Linked DNA regions of Hordeum vulgare: all the other regions are linked to region 3. A link is a contact called in public Hi-C data. All regions are on one chromosome and are shown on one strand. The core of a region is the stretch at or near the end of the contact, and the rest is flanking DNA. Distances in the headings are between cores, read along the strand shown. Region 1 holds the start of LOC123449121 (beta-galactosidase 6). Region 2 holds the start of LOC123450658. Region 3 holds the start of LOC123449126 (protein TPR3). Region 4 holds the start of LOC123449117.

Region 1 (2,700 bases), core at 48-2,547, 560 kb after region 3:
ACTGCCCTTTCACACATGACATGACGACCAGCTGGAGGAGATGATTTGAGAAAAGGAGAAACGAAAGTAGTATGACACTAGAGAAAATAGCACAGCAGCAAGAGAGAGAGAGAGAGAGAGGTTGATGGCCGGTATGGAGTGGAGAACGTGCCTGTCCCCGGACGGGCTCGTGGACGTCCCAGAAGACGTACGTCTCGACCACGTCCAGGCCGCCGTCCTTGGCCTTCTGCATCAGCCCCGGCCACATCTGCAATCAACGCCAGCCAGTGTTGAGCTATCCTCGGAGAAGAGAGTAGGGAGAGGCCACGCACAGACGAGAAAGAAAGAAAGCAAAAGAGAGCCGGACGTACGTCGGGGGTGCTCCGCGGGTAGTGGATGGAGCCGGAGACGAGCACGCGGCGCACGCCGTCGATGACCAGCGCGCGGTGGTCGTACGTCACGTTGGTCGCCGCCGACGTCCCCGCCAGGCAGAGCAGCGCGAGCAGCAGGGCCGCCGCCGCGCTCGGCAGCCTGCCGACGGCCGCCATTGCTTTGTCGCTCTCCTGAGAAGAAACAGCGACAAGGACTGCACCTTGTTCGTGGGATGATGGCGTTCGGTGTACTAGCCGAGCTAGTAGCGCGGTGGACGTGGAGTGGAGTGAGGGCGACGAGCAGCAGCTGGAGTTGCTCGGTGGGGGGCGGTGAGAGAAAAGAAAAAGAAAGAGAGGAGAGAAGCCGGAGGCTGCTGCTGCTGCTGCTAGCTCGGTGCCTCGGTGTGTGGCTTGGCTTCCCAGGCGAAATGGGATTTTAACGGAGCAGCAGAGCGCACACACACCAGAGACACTACTGGTGGTTTAATATACACCCCATGGGCAGGGCACAAACGAAATGCACCTCGCTTTCTCGCTTTGTTTGTTCCTTGTGGTCTTGTGGTTTGTGGATGCGGTGGTGGTGGTGGTGCCGTGCCCCTCCTCCTTCTCCCACCGCGATTAAAAAGGCTTTTTTGCGCGCTCGCGGCAGGCAATGGGGTGGGTGTGGAGTGTGGCCGTGTTCTCTCTCGTGGATCTTCCCTGCTCTTGACCTGCCCCGGGCGTCCGGTTTTGCTGCTGCTTGCAAGCAACGGCAACAATGGCGGACACCTGGGGTGCGCGATCGCGATGAGAAAACGAGATTGAACTGGATCGGATCGGATAGACGGGAGGGAGAAAGAATTTACTCCTGCTGCGAGTTGCTAGCAGCAGTAGTTAATGGCGGCGGCGTGATGGTTCGGTGGTACACACGGCGTGGATGATTGATGGGTGGGCCGCGGGAGTAATGCAAGCATCTTCCTTCCTTGCTGCCTCTCACCCTCTTTTCTCCCTCGCTGAAAATTACACCCCCCTCTTCTTTTTTTTACTTGCTGCAGAGAGCGTTTAGTATTCCCCCTCGCCGTACGCCTCCGGGCATGTGCTCTTGGCATTGGCCTCGCAAAGAAAGATAGAAAATGGGGCCGGCTAGCTACACCGACAGGGGTCGTGTGCGGTGACCGGCCGGCGTTGTCGCTTGTCGATCCCCAGCCCCGTTACCAGCACGTAGCGCTAGTTGTACCACGTCTGCCGCTCAGGTCTAGAACGGCCTTGTCGCTTCCCCGTCCCCGCGCGCGTATCATATGCTGCACTGCCGGCGTCCTGGACTGTCCCGCGGCGAAGGATCCATCTCCTTTTCGTTTCTTATCTTGTGCTAGAAAAATGGAAATGGCGAGGGTGGAAAGTGGTGGCTTAATTTTGGAGCAGTGGAAGTGGAAGATGATGACGCGGCGAGCTGTAGACAGGAGCCAGTTGTCGCTGCCGTGCGTAGGGATTTTTTTTAAAGGAGGATGACCCCAGGCATGTGCATCTGGAAGATGCATGCAGCCATTTTATTAATTATTCACAAATATCTTATAAAGCAATACATCAATATATCTGAAGCCGTTCTCTTGGCAATATCTGTCGCTACTCCTATCCAATGATGAAGGGGTGCAGAAAGTGTAAGCCACATACCCAGACCTCTCACCTAGCCTAACATCTAAAGCCGAAGGCCCCGACCGAGCCACATACCGGGTCAGGGGCACAAACCGGTCCAACGCACCCTCATAGGTTGTCGCCGCCGCTTTCCATCAATCCATCTTCAGAAGAGTTACTGACGCATCGACCTTGCAGGGCCTGCCGTCGATGCCCCCACGGTGCCAGACAACGCCTCCTCCCAACGCGCGCTCATCATCACGCATCCGTCGTCGAGACTTTGCTGCGCCTCGCCGCCGAGACTCCACGACATCAATGTGTCACAAGGAACGCCGCTCCATCGTTGATGCCGCCCAATGATCCCTCGAGCCCGTGTGTACCTCCATGAATGACGCCCCCAAGAGGGAAACAACACCAGAGCATCGCCGCCATCCAATCTACTGATCTAGGGTTTCCCCCGAAGGTAGCAAAGAGTGGCCTTGAACTTCTCCTCAGCGATGCCTTCAGGAAGGAAATGACGTAGACAACGCCGCCATCGCCGGCTTTGGCAGTAGCCGAAAGCAAGCTTTTACCCAGATCTGTTCGAAGAACCCATCTCTCCTGCACGGGCCACCACATCCTGCGACGTCCCCAGAAAGCGGGATCCCAAGATCCGCCGCCACCGGCAACGTCACAAGGACCCACCACCTGATCGTCATCCCTGACGAAGGGGATGACGCCACCACCATGTTCAGATCCA
Region 2 (2,700 bases), core at 130-2,629, 720 kb before region 3:
ATTGTTGCTGCTGGAATGTGATCCTAGCGACAAAGGGTTTGTGGGTAGGAGGGGGTGCTGATGCCATACCTACGTTGATACTTCACAAACCAAAAATTACATGTTATTACAACATATGAAAACATAATGAAGGAAAGAGGAACATAAAAAACATAAGATGCAAATTGAATTCAAATTCACATCAAAAATTGTAAGAAAGCGGGTGACATCGAGTGACTGAAACATGTGCCGATTGATCTCAATGCAAAATAAATACCGGTCAATGTAAATGACTGTTAGATATCGAGTTTCATGAATATGAAAATATTTTTGTCAGCTGATTTGAGAAATAACAAATAACATAATTACAAGCATCATTTTTGTGTCGTAACTTATACTAAAATTGGATTAGAAATGATTGATTACACAAGCTAGTATGTCATAACTGAACACATGAATAATATAGTGCTCAACGTTGACAACAACCATCAAAATCACAACCCTCGCCAGCCAGCCCTACCAACGGCAAGGTATATATTGCAGACTTTTATATTGGGAAGAATAGTATCAAAATGTCATCACAACATTGAATTGCAAACTATCTTGATGGATTAGCTAAAAAGATAAGAAACGTAGAAGGAGTGCTTCACCTGAATAAGCAGTTGGAAGTCTGAAAGATGTGATGAGTGGTGAACAAAAAATTATCTCCATCGTCTAGCACACCATCGCCTGTTGGAATTAAAAAAGACATGTTTTCCTGTCCATCCCACTTTCATTAGGTCATAAGTTGTTGCACTATAGATATGCATGTATCTCAAAGTGTTTCATGTGTGTGTTGGCTACTGCGCATCCAGCCGAAATAGTTCATGACAGCCAACGATCTGTCTTTCTGTAGGAAATGATAACATTCGCTGCAACAGAGTTTCTACCTGAAGATATTGTTAGAACATGTTCCATAAAATTTGTCTCATGAGTATTGTTAGAACCACTATGTGGATAATAAAGGCAGATAACATACTTGTTCAAGTAAACATCTGCAGTATATCCAAATCATTGTACAAATACGATAAATTATTCGTGGGCCATCACATATGGATGAAGTTTCTTCCAGCCTACAAATCATACCTCTGCGTTCAAGCCAAAAATCATATTTGATGAAATACCATCCCGTGCATTCTAAATTCCCAAAGGATTAAAAATTACAATTATGAAGGAACGATGACACAATTCGAAGGGTAGCAGCAGTAATGCAACCTTTTGATGGTACCTATCAGCACAAACCCAAACCCACAGGGTGATATGAGTCTACCATCTTTTATATTTAACTCTGAATCCTATCCGCAGCCACACAAACCCAAAGGATGATACACACAAGATTCATAATTGTGTAGAGAAAGGAAACATTTGTGAACCTGAAAATTTCCCTTCCACGCCGCATGAGGGTTTCGTCGTCGAAACAAGCACAGGGCCCGCCCGCGAGTGCATGGCAGTGAGCCTCCTGGCCAATGACGTGTCGGACCTCTGCATTGGCAAGCCGGTCGTGAGGTCCCTCCCGCTCTCCGCGGCCGCCGGCGACCTCGCCGCCACGGTCCGCAAGGGGCCCCATGCCGCCGCCGCCTCCTGCATCGCCATCGGCCCGGCGCGCGGCGTCGTCGCGGGACGCGCCGGACTCGCCGACGTCCTCTGCCTCCCCTGCTCCTCCCCCGACGCGCTCGCGCCAATGACGTGCCAGACCTCTGCATCGGCAAGCTGGCCGTGAGGTCCCTCCCGCTCTCCGCGGCCGCCGGCGACCTCGCCGCCACGGTCCGCAAGGGGCTCCGCTCCGTCGCTGCCGCCTGCATCGCCGTCGGCCCGTCGCTGCCGCCTGCATCGCCGTCGGCCCGTCGCGTGGCGCCGTCATGGGACGCGCCGGCTTCGCCGACGTCCTCTGCCTCCTCTGCTCCTCCCCCGACGCGCTCGCGCCAATGACGTGTCGGACCTCTGCATCGGCAAGCCGGCCGTGAGGTCCCTCCCGCTCTTCGTGGCCGCCGGCGACCTCGCCGCCACGGTTCGCAAGGGGCCCCGCGCCGCCGCCACCGCCTGCATCGCCATTGGCCCGGCACGCGGCGCCGTCATGGGACGCGCCGGCTTCGCCGACGTCCTCTGCCTCCTCTGCTCCTCCCCCGACGCGCTTGCGCGCCCCGCCGCCGCGCTCGACCGGCCCGTCTCCGCGCTCCTCCCCAAGGACGGCGCCGGCGAGGTCCGCCGCGTAGATCCTCGTTCAAGGTACTCCTCCTCCCCCTCTTGGCACGTTTTTACGGTGATTACTTTTTCGTGGAAACGGACGCGTCTTTGGTCTTTGCGGACGCCTTTTTCCTGCAACTATCGCGCGATGGGAGGGGCTGCGGATGCGTGATTTTCCTCTTGGTGGAGTACGGTCAGCCAAGATAAAATGCTAAATGTACACCAGACTATGATTAGATTAATGATAACGGTTAGATTTTGATTTATCGGACTAATCCTGTGGTGCTGGTTGGTTGTGGGTCAATTTATTGAGTGCACTTAAGAAAGTTCTTGTTTGCTTATTTAATAGTACTCCCTCCGTTTTTAAATATAAGTCTTTCTAGAGATTCTACTAGAGGACTACATACGGATGCATGTAGACATACTTTATATTATATATTCATTCATTTTGCTTCGTATGTAGTCACCTAGTGAAATCTCTTAAAAGACTTATATTTA
Region 3 (2,765 bases), core at 173-2,672:
CTCTTCCCTTCCCCCTGCACTTACTTATCGAGGGCCTCGAGATACTTCTGCTTGCGGATCTCGAAGAATATCTTCATCGAGTAGCGGTTGTCATCGACTTTGGTGAAGCCCCCGAGGTAGCGCTCCACCTCATCCCAATTCCCATTGATCACCTCGTCCTCGAAGTACTTCATGTTGAAGTAGAACCCAGACTCCTGCTCAAGCCTAAACAGCACCAAGAGCTCCGACTGAGCACACAATACAAACGAAGAGCGCAAATTTCTGTCTCTTTTTTCGTTGAGTTTGAAAAAAAAATCACTCACTTGTGGACGGTCTCCTTGAACTTCTCCTCATCGAGGAACTGCAGGATGAGGAAGACGAGCTCCCGGCTGAGAGAAGACATCCTCGCTTCGCCTACTCCTCACCCACCCAGGGGGGCTGTAAACCTAGCCTATGGGGGCGCAGGACCCCCCACTGCAGAATAAGATTCGGATTCCAGGCTCAGTCCCCGATTACCGGCAGCCGCGGCGGAAACACGACGCCACGGGTAAAAAAAAAAAGCAGATCAAAGGCGAGATCGATCCAGGCGGGGGCTAGGGCTTTTACCAGCGGAAGGAACCGGGCCCGGCTCGGATCTCCTCCGCTCCGCCCGGCGCCGGGGCGAGCAGAGCGGGGCCGGCTGAGGGCTCGAGGCGGCACGGTGCGGCGGGGCGCCCGGCGGCGGAGATCCGGCGGCTTCCGATTCGGGGAGGGCGGGGCGGGGGCGGCCGGGGTGGGGCGGGGCTCCTATCGCGAGAGGACCGAGGGAGCCGGGAGGATGAGACTGAGCAAGGGGCAGTATCGTAAGTCAACAAGGGGGAGGGGGTGTGGGGAGCAGAATTCCTCTATTTATACGAGGCGAGACGATAATGGCACCCGCCCGGCGCGTCTATATATACTACTCGTACACTCCCCAGACGACATATGAGAACGTGCAGGATAAAAATATCTTCATATCGTTATTAGACACGGACAGGAAAAAGAAAACACTACGCCTTACGTTCGCTGCACGCGTTCGTTCGTTCGTTCGCCCCAAACCCTAGATCTGTTTCAAAACCTACCATATGTGTATGTATGCACGTATCTCAACAATTTTGAACACGGCGTGGGGAAACACGGCCGGAAATGCAGATCTGAAGCGGGGAATCGGGCCCGTGGAAAGCCAGGGCCCCTTTTCAACCCTTATGTGGATCCTTTTGGGCATGGATATACACACACAGAATTCCTTCGCCCAGGGTTCGCAAAAAAAAAAGATGAATTCCTTTGCCCCCCAAAAAAAAATTCCAGGATCGAATCGAAATATCCAACCAACAACTGTGTAATTCCGAACAGAAGCAAAAGCAAAGGCTGTGCTGCACTTACGGAGCTTTGTGGCTGGAGAGGGACCGGAGAAGAGCTGTGGGGAGAGAAATTGGGTTGTTGGGGGCTAGGGCAAGGGATGGGGCAACCACCGCGGCGGTCCTATTTATAGGAAATTCTCGTATTGCCACTGATAGGATCTGCTGCATATCGATAAGCTAGTGCGGTTATCAGGTTCTGCATATTAGCTTATCAGATACGATAAGCGCTATGTGATACGTTAAGGGGACACGGGAGGTAGTGGTAGGGTCCGTGGGGCTCCATCGCCATTAGCGCAAGGGAATCCGCGTTTGGATTTGCTTTTAATGAAGACGTGTCCAGTCTGTACCCAACGACTAAAAGACGCCTTTAAATGCTCTTCCCTGGAAGAAAATCGGCCTTTTCTATTTCTTGCTATTATTAAGACAGATAGATACTCCACGAGTCAAGTACTACCTAACAGAATCATACACAAACTAAAAAAACCAGAAAAATGATACGCCCTCCATTCCTAAATAGTATAAGTTTTTTAAAAGATTTCATTAAGCACAAAAAAAAAAGTTTCACTAAGAGACTACATACTCCCTCCGTCCCAAAATTCTTGTCTTAGATTTATTTAGATATGAATGTATCTAGTCAAATTTTAGTATTTAGATACATTAATTTCTAGACAAAGCTAAGACAAGAATTTTGAGACGGAGGGAGTACGTATGTATATAGACATGTTTTAGAAAATAGATTCATTTATTTTATTCCGTGTGTAGTCCCCAAATCATATCTCAAAAAAAAATAGGAAAGGAGGAAGTACAGTAACTTATCTAACTCACATATCTCTAGTCCTAAAGAAGCAGTTGCTACGTCGTTCGTTTCGTACCATCCCTCCCCCACCCATCGATCATTTCCACGTCAATTTTTCTATCCCTGTAAAAAACGGTGGAGAAACCCCCCCCCCCAACAAAATCATATGTTGCCTCCCCCCATCCCTCGCTACCCTTGCTCCACCCCCGCCATGAGCCGCAGTCGCCGCCACCCCCAATCCCCGACCTTCCTCTCCACTTCAGGTCGACGTGGTGTTTCCTGGTGTTAGAGCATATATCTCCATATGTGGTTTTGGTAATTGATGACAATTCCTATGGGCTAATGGTTGTCTTAAGTTATATTTATAGGATTTATCCATAGGCACTTTTTGAAGTCCATCTGTTGGGTTCAAGGAGTTTATATGATGACCAAGATGGTATTCAAGGTATTATCCAAAGAATGGTCATAGAGACACAAGGTTGATCAAGATCTCAGACAAAGAGTAAATCAAGATGATCAACACACGAAGCGTACAAGATGTACCGAGAGGGATCAAGTGATCCCATGGTATGGTAAGCATTTTCCATTATGTCGTGGTTTTGTCACGGCCG
Region 4 (2,700 bases), core at 21-2,520, 880 kb after region 3:
CAAAATATTTCTCCAAAATTTAAAGGTCATTTGGAGTTTGAGACAATATTCAACTCTTCTATAACCCTTTTCGGTCTAGAATTTCAGCTGCCAACAATCTCCCTCTTGTGTGTGAAACTTGCAAATTAAGAAAGAAAGGGCATTAGGATTGCATCATAAAGTGAAATAACGATCCAAAATACAATAAATATCATTGAGAAAACATGATGCAAAATGGGCGTATCATCGGGTCACCCGGACGCGTGACATCGGGGCAGATCAGATGACGCAAAGTTGTCCCGAGAAGCTCCTCCCTGGCGCGATCGGACGAATCCAAGACATCGACAAGCAGGTTCGAACACGCTCACATGCGTGAGAGTCCACGCGATGAAGCCACCCAATGACGATGGCCCCGAGCGCGTTGGCTGGTCCACCCGTCATGGACCCTCCAGCCGTGTCGCCTGGGCATGAGCCGTCCGAAAAGATCAGATCTCTCTTGAGAAGTCCTTGCGGCATGCCACCCGGCAACAGACGGCTAGGCGAGCCTCTCCGCCTGCGAGGCGCCCTAGGTGGTGGGTACTCCTACATCCTTTATATGAGTAATGCTTGTTGCATTTGTGTGATGAACTTTGTTGTATTGTGTGTTGATCGTTGTTGTTCACCTTGATAAACAATTTATGTTATATGGATTTGATGCACTATGTAATAATTTGCCAAACTATGTAATACCCACTCTTCTCAAAATATAAGACTTTTTTTTGACACGAGGGAGTAATTTGTTGTTCGTTTTGGACTCATTTGAAATGTATTTAGTATTTTGTGTGCGTGCAATATGTATACATGTGGTTTCTTTGTATGTGTGCAATATGTGTACAACATCTTTTTAGATGCCTTAAATACGATAACTATTTTTTTTAACACAAATAGACACAGCCATTCATGCATTTAAATATGAGAACAATAGGAGATGCTCTGAGTATTTTTGTTTCCATGGAAGGTCGCAAAACTGGGTTGATTTTTGAAACAAAACCCACAACTTTCTTTCCAAGACGGAAAAGAGCACGGCCGCCGGATGATGAGAAGGACGCAACGGCGACGCTCATCCAGTCCCCTCCCCGGCACAAACAGCGTCCCTGGTAAATGGGTCCCCAGCCCCCCACGTCAGCATCACGGCCCGCCTCACCGTGAGTTGTTTATCCACTTGGACGGTTGGGCCGTTGGGCGGGCGGATACGCACGAACATCTCGAGATCCCCGCCCTCCGCCGCTCCCGCGCGCTCGACGCTCCGCCGTCCGTTCCGCCCTCCGAAGATCCGGCCTCATCCACCACCACCACCTTCGCCGTCTCCCTCCCCCACTCGCGTCCCGGCCGTCTCCTTTCTTTAATCCAAAAAAAAATTCCTCCCGAATTCTCCTCATCCATCCACACTAATCCCACCGGCGATCCCTTTCCCTAATGCTAACGATGAGCAGTCGCCGCGACTTCTCCACGCCCAATCCATCCCCTCCCTTCCGCGCTTCATCTTCTTCTTCCTCCGCCTCCTCTCCTTCTTCCTGGCGTTCCGTACTGATCTGGTCGTCGCGCCTGGGCTCGATTTGACCGCCCCCACCACCTGCCGTATCCACCACCTGGGTGCAACCGCTCGGGCTGTTCGTTTCTTGGTTCCTGGCCCATCGGTTTTCCTGCGCTGGTTTCGGGATTATCGGGAGCACAGGTGCGTGCCGAGTTCCTCCACATAAAAGGCTTTCTGTTTTTTTTTTTTAACTTTTGTTGTGATGTTGTTGTTCTAGTCCTATCTGGGCTCAAGTTAATCGCTTTCTTGCTTTATTGTCCGTGATATATAGGAGTACTTCCGTTTCATGCATGCCTATAAATGGAATTTTTTGTTGCCGCGCATGGACTCAATCATTAGAACAGTTTTGAGTGTTCGATCAGTTCCGTGTCTGTCCATAATAAGAACTTGTGGTGAGGCGGCTGCGCCGGAGGATCACGTGCTACTTTGTACCAGAGTAAGGTTCATACTAGACCGTTACTAGTGCAGGTCCTTGTTAGTACGGTCATCAATGGAAGTAAACATTCAACAGTAAAAAAGTTCCATAAAAGGAGAAAAGGGGCTCAAAAGCTCCGAAGAAGAGAAGGAGAAAGTGTATCTTTAAATAGTGCCAAGTTTGTTTTTACCTCTAATAAGTTTCCTGGACAATTCAACCAAAAGTCATACTCAACTTAGAACCATGTGGCTTAAACTGAAATCGTTTAACAGAAACTTTGCATGCCTAACTCAGTTTCTGAATGCCAGCCATTGACATTTATGACCAAGTATTCTAATTTCGAATGGTAAAAATATACTGTAGTACTTTGCGATTATTAGAAAATTGTTGCTTGTGTGGTTCCTAGAGCTCTGACAGGGCAACAAAGTGCTTCTACTTACCTATGCAATGCTGCATCATCAATATGTCTTACGAGTAATCATGATGTGGAGTAGCTCTTTGAAATGGGCCAATCCTTTATCTCCACACATTTTCTGAACGATTTTCATATTATGGTAGCAATGAACTCCGTCATCTGATCCTGTGGTTAACTCTGATAAAAAGATGCCTGGCTCCTGTTCTTGTACCCCCTAGACGATTTTCCTGACACCTTTCACTTAACCCTATTTGCTTACTGGTGTTTGAACAAAGTTGTCAGAGATCTCACAAGTCATTTACATTTTTCCTTATCAAG

The links. A called contact is a pair of places that touch in the nucleus more often than the background predicts.
Region 1: a contact with region 3 is called in a Hi-C map of seedling, with 10 times the contacts expected there. The contact joins the promoter of LOC123449121 here to the promoter of LOC123449126 in region 3. A contact is called at or near these places in 4 of 6 Hi-C or Micro-C datasets (leaf and seedling) and 1 of 1 datasets of contacts at active chromatin or transcription factors (embryo).
Region 2: a contact with region 3 is called in a Hi-C map of leaf, with 4 times the contacts expected there. The contact joins the promoter of LOC123450658 here to the promoter of LOC123449126 in region 3. A contact is called at or near these places in 2 of 6 Hi-C or Micro-C datasets (leaf and seedling).
Region 4: a Hi-C map of leaf shows a contact between it and region 3, with 3 times the contacts expected there. The contact joins the promoter of LOC123449117 here to the promoter of LOC123449126 in region 3. A contact is called at or near these places in 2 of 6 Hi-C or Micro-C datasets (leaf and seedling).

What each region holds. Positions count from the first base shown.
Region 1 is chr4H:495,573,389-495,576,088 of MorexV3_pseudomolecules_assembly, reverse strand. LOC123449121 (beta-galactosidase 6) reads right to left here and starts at 1,297. Exons shown (of 17, transcript XM_045126213.1): 1 at 351-1,297; 2 at 152-247. The coding sequence starts at 527.
Region 2 is chr4H:496,852,084-496,854,783 of MorexV3_pseudomolecules_assembly, reverse strand. It overlaps LOC123450658, which reads left to right and starts at 1,379. Exons shown (of 9, transcript XM_045127799.1): 1 at 1,379-1,692; 2 at 1,727-1,901; 3 at 1,943-2,278. The coding sequence starts at 1,463.
Region 3 is chr4H:496,131,838-496,134,602 of MorexV3_pseudomolecules_assembly, reverse strand. It overlaps LOC123449126 (protein TPR3), which reads right to left and starts at 1,422. Exons shown (of 27, transcript XM_045126218.1): 1 at 1,381-1,422; 2 at 303-453; 3 at 25-204. The coding sequence starts at 382.
Region 4 is chr4H:495,247,274-495,249,973 of MorexV3_pseudomolecules_assembly, reverse strand. It overlaps LOC123449117, which reads left to right and starts at 1,270. Exons shown (of 6, transcript XM_045126209.1): 1 at 1,270-1,693; 2 at 1,824-1,988.